Linked DNA regions of Sus scrofa: region 2 is linked to region 1. Evidence: chromatin contacts called from public HiChIP or PLAC-seq data. All regions are on one chromosome and are shown on one strand. The core of a region is the stretch at or near the end of the contact, and the rest is flanking DNA. Distances in the headings are between cores, read along the strand shown. Region 1 overlaps LOC102161888 (a long non-coding RNA gene). Region 2 holds the start of ZSWIM6 (zinc finger SWIM domain-containing protein 6).

The links. HiChIP or PLAC-seq counts read pairs in DNA pulled down with a chosen protein or histone mark.
Region 2: a contact with region 1 is called in an H3K27ac HiChIP or PLAC-seq map of alveolar macrophages. The contact joins the promoter of ZSWIM6 here to the enhancer-like site in region 1. A contact is called at or near these places in 6 of 47 Hi-C or Micro-C datasets (alveolar macrophages, blood, embryonic fibroblasts and 2 more) and 1 of 2 datasets of contacts at active chromatin or transcription factors (alveolar macrophages).

Annotation. Positions count from the first base shown.
Region 1 is chr16:40,050,507-40,053,382 of Sscrofa11.1, reverse strand. All of the region lies in intron 5 of LOC102161888 (a long non-coding RNA gene), which reads right to left. Among named protein-coding and RNA genes, the nearest start is that of ZSWIM6, 54 kb to the left of the region's middle. Within about 2 kb of position 1,487, at least 5 of the 83 cell types and tissues checked have an H3K27ac peak or open chromatin away from gene starts, as enhancers often do. A contact at or near this core is called in alveolar macrophages, where this site is marked.
Region 2 is chr16:40,104,050-40,106,925 of Sscrofa11.1, reverse strand. ZSWIM6 (zinc finger SWIM domain-containing protein 6) reads right to left here and starts at 1,427. Exons shown (of 14, transcript XM_021076973.1): 1 at 747-1,427. The coding sequence starts at 1,401. LOC110257311 reads right to left here and starts at 740. Exons shown (of 1, transcript XM_021076974.1): 1 at 1-740. The coding sequence starts at 303.

The DNA of each region.
Region 1 (2,876 bases), core at 238-2,737:
TGAGAACAAGGGGAAAGGGTGCAGGTCGGGGCTGGAGAGGGAGATAGAGCCCAGACCACACTGGGCCCCAAAGCCTCTATAAGCATTCAGTCTTTTCCTCAGAGTCTCAGAGAACTTCTGCAAGTGTCTTCAGCAGGAAGGTGAAGGATCAGAGTTTATTTGAAAATGATCGCTCCTAGAAAATGGATTCAAACGTGGCAAGAAATGAAGCCAGGACATAACACAGAGTAATGATATTTAATGTTTATGGAAACACAGAACCATGGACCAAGTATTATTTTAGGAAATTTATTCACATTATCTCTAACTCTTACAGACCACAGGCCAGGGTGCTATTATCCCCTCTTTTCACAGATGAGAAGATTGAGACACAAAACAACTGGGCCACTGTTGCCTGGCTAGTAAGTGCTAGAAGCAGGCTATGACCTAGGCAGTCCATCTGTGGAGCCCACTGCTTGACTGGTACAGCACAGAGGCTCCTTCCTGCCTGTGGGCCAGACAGGAGACAGAGCAGGGGTCTGCACCAAACTGTTGGCTGTGGACAGACCCTGGAGCTAGTAAGCACGAAGAACTGGCAGGACTCAGACCAGCAGTTGGGGTATGGGGTGTCCCAGGTTTCTGGGTAGATAAGGTGGGAGGGGATGCAGCTCCAGGTCTAGAGAGCCTTCAAGGGGCCAGGTTTGAGGTGGAGAGCGTGGTTTGGTTGGTAACTTCTTTACAAAACAGCTTTGATAATTCATTGTGAGCACTCAGCATGTTTGCTTGCTTTCTCTTCCTCTTACTGGGAATTCCTGCTAATAACTAACTACTTTAGTTCTCTTCTTTCAAAAGCTAGATCTATGTCATTTCTTTTTCTGCTTTATTTATTTATTCAAATTGATGTTTAATTCTTTTAGTTTCTAAAAATTTTACTTCCACTCTGACTGCATTCCTAGAAATTCTGTCTGAAGATTACTTGGATTCACATGTTCATTGATTTTATTCCCCGCTTCCCAGAATTAATTTGAGAAAAAAAGCCATGTTTTCTAGCTTCCAAACACTTTGTCTTCTGCCAACAGCTGGCATTCTTAATCCCGACATTGGTCAGCCTTGAGCCTTGGAATGTATCTATCACTTTATTTCAACAATGCACTTTAGGTATTTACATGTTTAAATTTCTTAAACAATACAAACTCCATTTGTCTATAGCTGCCACTAAAGTACATTTTAAAATACATAGTTATTTAAGTCTTGCCTCAGGATAGTTTTTGGAAAACTTCCTAAAGAACAATCTTTTCACAGATTTCTGGTTCAAACTACTGGACTACAAAGACCAATTTGGCAAGGTTATTCTCTCTCCCTCTCTCCCTCTCTCTCCCCCTCTCTCTTGCTCACTCTCTCTCTCTCTCTCGCTCTTTCTCACACACACACACACACACACACACACACACACACTCACAGTTTTAAAAAGGAAGATGAAGTCATCTACTATTGCAAAATTTCTTTCAATTCTAAAATATATCACCAGAGGGACAGTTCTAGCAAATTAGTCAGAATTGTAATTCTAACTCTGTAGGGTACCTCTGGCTAAGCTATTTCCCCCTAGTGATTCCACAAAAGCAGCAAGACTCCATTTATGCTTCTTTGTTAAAATGCATTGTGAAATGGAGGTTGATTATGCTTTCATTAATTCGTGCGGTGATGATTTGGCGCTTACTATGTGCCACAGACTGTAGCAGGGAGCACAGTGATGTTCTAGGAGGGCATAAACTCCACCTTAAATTTCAATCATGTGGAGGAATCAGAACTAAAGAAGCAATTACATTATAGTTTCTGGAGGAAGAAATCTTTAAGCTCAGACCTGAATGATGAGTAGAAGTTACTAAGGAGAAGAGAAGAGGAAAAGAGACTTCCAGTCAGAGGGAGCAACGTATTCAAAAGACTCAGAGGTGAACAAGAACAAGGTATTAAAAATTTTGCAAGTTCAGTAGGCCTGGAACTTAGAAACAAGGGGGTGGTTGGTGAATCAGTCATACTGACTTGTCGTGAAGGGCCGTGTAAGCTTGTTAAGGAATTTATCCTGAGGTTAGGAGGAACCCATTAAAAAGGTTACAGCAGTGAGTGTGGAGAATTGATTGAGGAGAAGCTGTTGGAATGACAGAGAAAACAATGGCCTGAACTAGGATGGTAGCTGAAGGAGCAGATTCATAGGGTAACTGGAAGGTTGGTTATGGGAGAGCAGGAGACACAGAAGGTAACAGGATGACTCCCAAGTCTCGGGCTTGGCCCATCAGATGGATGACAGAGACATCCACTAAGAGAAAGAACACTGGGGCTGGGGTGGGTGGAGACAGGTTTTGGCAAGCTGAGGTCGATGTGCCCGTAGGAGAGAGTATATAGTTAGTTAGTTCATTGAAGAATTCAAATTAAAGACATAGACATGGTAACTGAAGTTAACTGAAGGAATAAATGAGCATGCTCAAGAATAGGTGTAGGTGCCCAAAAAGAAATGTCCGATGATTTTAGCAACGTGGAAGTCACTTGTGATTTTGAAGGGGCAAGTTCAGGGGGATAGTGGAGGGAGAAGCCAGGTTGCAGAGTGAGCACGAGGAAGAGAACAGTGTAGACAACGCTCTCAAGACGTTTAACCATAGAAGGGAAAAGAAGGGGCGGGGGAGATGCTGGGGGTGGTTTAAGATCAAGGAGACTCTGGAGAATTTAAATAGCAATGATAAAAATTTGGGAGGACACAGAGGGGCTGAGGGTTCAGCAAAAAGAGGCTTGGTCTTGAAGGAGGCTGGGGAGGGGACTCAGGGACTAGGGAAAAAAAAAAGAAAATGTGAAAGGGTTTGAAGATGTTCTCACTGAGGATTTTTTTCTGTTAGTGGAAGGCAAGA
Region 2 (2,876 bases), core at 178-2,677, 54 kb before region 1:
GCAGCTCCCACAGGGCAAGGCGCGGAGCGAAGGACATTTAAATCCCGGGGCGACCGGCGGAGCTCGTCCGGGCCAGCCCAGACGCCGCAGCGACCCCTGGAGCGCCACGGCCGCCAGCCCGTCGAAGCCCTGAGAGGAGCGGCCGCCGAGTGGCATTAAAATGTATTTTCCTCCCCTCAAATCGAGGGGGCGGGGAGGGAGGGGGAGAGGAGAAAGAAAGACGCTCAGCGAGCCACAGACAAGGAAAGAGAGGAGAGAGAGCATAGAGCTCGGCCCGGCCGCCCGCTCGGCACCGGCCGGCATTGTCTGTGCGGCCCGCGCCCCCTCCCCCGCCCCGCACGGCCCCGCCACACACACCCTCCGCCGGAGCCCGGCCGTCCGCCGGTGCCTTTGTCCACATTCACCCCCCAAAACAGGCGAGCAGGGCTCCAGGACGTGCTCCGGGGGAGGAGGGGGAGGAATGGAGGGGACCGGGAGCACCCGACACCCACCCCGCCGACCCCGCGGCGGGGCGCGTCCTGCTGATTCATTTCCCACTCGCGCTGGCCCGTCCGGGGAGACAGGGGGCGGGGAGGGGCGGGGAGGAAATGGGCGCTCCACTCAGGAGGACTGTCCGGGCCGGTGAGGGCACCGGGCGGGGTGCGGGCGCGCGCTGCGCTGAGGGGCTGCCCAGAGGGGAGGGGGCGGGCGCCCCCCTGAGGGACTGACCGACGGACAGACGGCCCCCAGACTGCCCCGTGACTCACCGACTTGCAGGACGTTGTCGACGCAGCCGCTTTCCAGCAGCGCGATGCCCCGGCGGAAGGGCAGCCGTGTCTCATCGCCGCCGTCCGCCGACCCGGCGGCCCCCACCGACGGGGCCCCGGCCCCGGCGGCGGCGGCAGCGGCGGCGGCGGCGGCGGCCGAGGTGGCGGCCGGCGAGGACGAGGAGCCGCCGCCGCCCGCGCCGCCCGCGCCGCCGCCGGGGCCGCCGCTGTCGTCGCCGGGGCCGCCCGCGGCGCCGCCGCCGGTGTTGAAGGACGAGTACATGCAGATCTCCCGCTCGCTGCGGGGGAAGGACCAGTAGACGATGCGGCGCTGCACCGGCTCCGGGATGCGCTCAAAGCGCTCCTCCACGCGCTGGAACGGCCACTTCTCAGCCACCTTGCGCGCAGCGATGTCCAGCAGCGACTCGGGGCTCTGGGTCTTGCCCGGTGGCAGCAGCCCCAACGCTGCGCCGCCCCCGCACACCGCTGCCGCCGCACCGCCCGCCCGCGGGCCCGGCCGACAGGCAGAGCTGTAACCGCCACCCGCTCCTCCGCCGCCGCTGCTGGCCCCGCCGCCGCTGCCGCCGCCGCCGCCGCCGCCCGGCCGGCAGCAGAGCCGTTTCGCGGGAGGAGGCTGCTGTCCGCGCTCCGCCATGACCGCGCCGCTTCTAACCCGACAGCGGAAGTGCCGAGACCCTATAAACGGCACAAGGAAGCGCGACACGCACACGCCGCCGCGACGCCACGCTGCCATCTAGGGCCCGCCGCTCCTTGTATGGGCACAAGAGGCGAGGCCTTCTCCATGACGTCCTGGCTGAGGCGGGGCACCGATAGGGGGACCTAGGGCCAGGGGCGGGCCCTATGCAAATCGCTGGGCTGAAACATAAATAGAGCACTCCGCGGACACCAGGGTAGCGGGGGCGGTGGGGTTGGGTGCCGGTGGGGTTGTGAGAATGTCAGGCTGCTGTGACGCGGAGGGGCGGGGCTCTGGCAGGGTTCCCGCGGGAGGGGGCGGGCCGCCAGGCCTGGCCTAAGGTGGGTGGGTCTTTGCGCCCCTAGCCTACTCAACTTACCCCTCCAATTCCCTGCCATCCTTTGATGTCCTGCAAGTGAGGACGCGCCTCGTGGGTCGCAGCGGGGAGGGAAGGGGAGATAGGAGGTGAGTAAGGAGGAGGTGTCCGAGCTAAATGGAGGGCGGGGCCGGCGGGTCGATGCCCCACCCCCCCATCAGAGCCTGCCCGCCGGGGGAAAAGCCTCTGGGCGGAGGAGGCGCTTTCAAAACAAAGAAATGCGGCGTGGAACCCCGGGGACCGGGGTGGAGAGGAAGGCGGAGGAGGTGCGGCTGAAGCTGCCCGGCCGCCCGCTTCCCCTCCAGTCAGACCGGAGGAACTCCCCCCACCCCCAGCCCAGGCTGCGGCGCCGGAGAAAAGGGAGGAGGCTGCGTTCCGCGGCTGTTTTCCAGTTCACTTTTGCAAACCTAGGCGGAGGAGGAGAGCACCAGCCCCGCTGCCCCTCGTGGCTGCAGTGCACCCAGCCCCGAGCTCCAAGTCCGCTCTGTCTCGGCTCCTGAGCCTGCCAAAGTGTCCGATAAAGCGCAGAGCGCTCCGAACCTGCCCAGTAGCAGTGCGACTTGCGTCCGGAGCCAGCCACAGCCGCCCCGCCCTCGCGCTTCCTCAGCCCCGCGGGCGAGGAAGCCGGCCCGCTCGCCGGCGCGGAGCTGGGGAACTTGAACCGGCCCTTGTCGCCCCCGCGGCCGCGCTGCGGATACACCAGTCCATGCCTGAGAGTGATCGGGCTCGTAGTGGAGGGCACCCGGGGGCAGTGGGTTTAGCAAACACACCTTTGTGAGTACAGACACCACGGGCGGGCGCGCGCGCGCGCGCACACACACACACACACACCCTACGGGCCCGAGCGCACAGCCCAGCAACTGCAGACGGCGCGCCCCGGCTGCTCCGCAGCGGACGGCGGCTGCGAGCGCGCTTGGTGCGCACTTGAATCTGGCACGCCTCGGCCCCAGGCGTCGGGCTGAGGGGAGCCCTGGCGCTCGGGATGTGCGCCGCGCTCTCTGCCGCCCCGAGCGGCCCATCCTCCAGGGTAAAGGCAGCGTGCAGGGCGGGCGAACAGAGG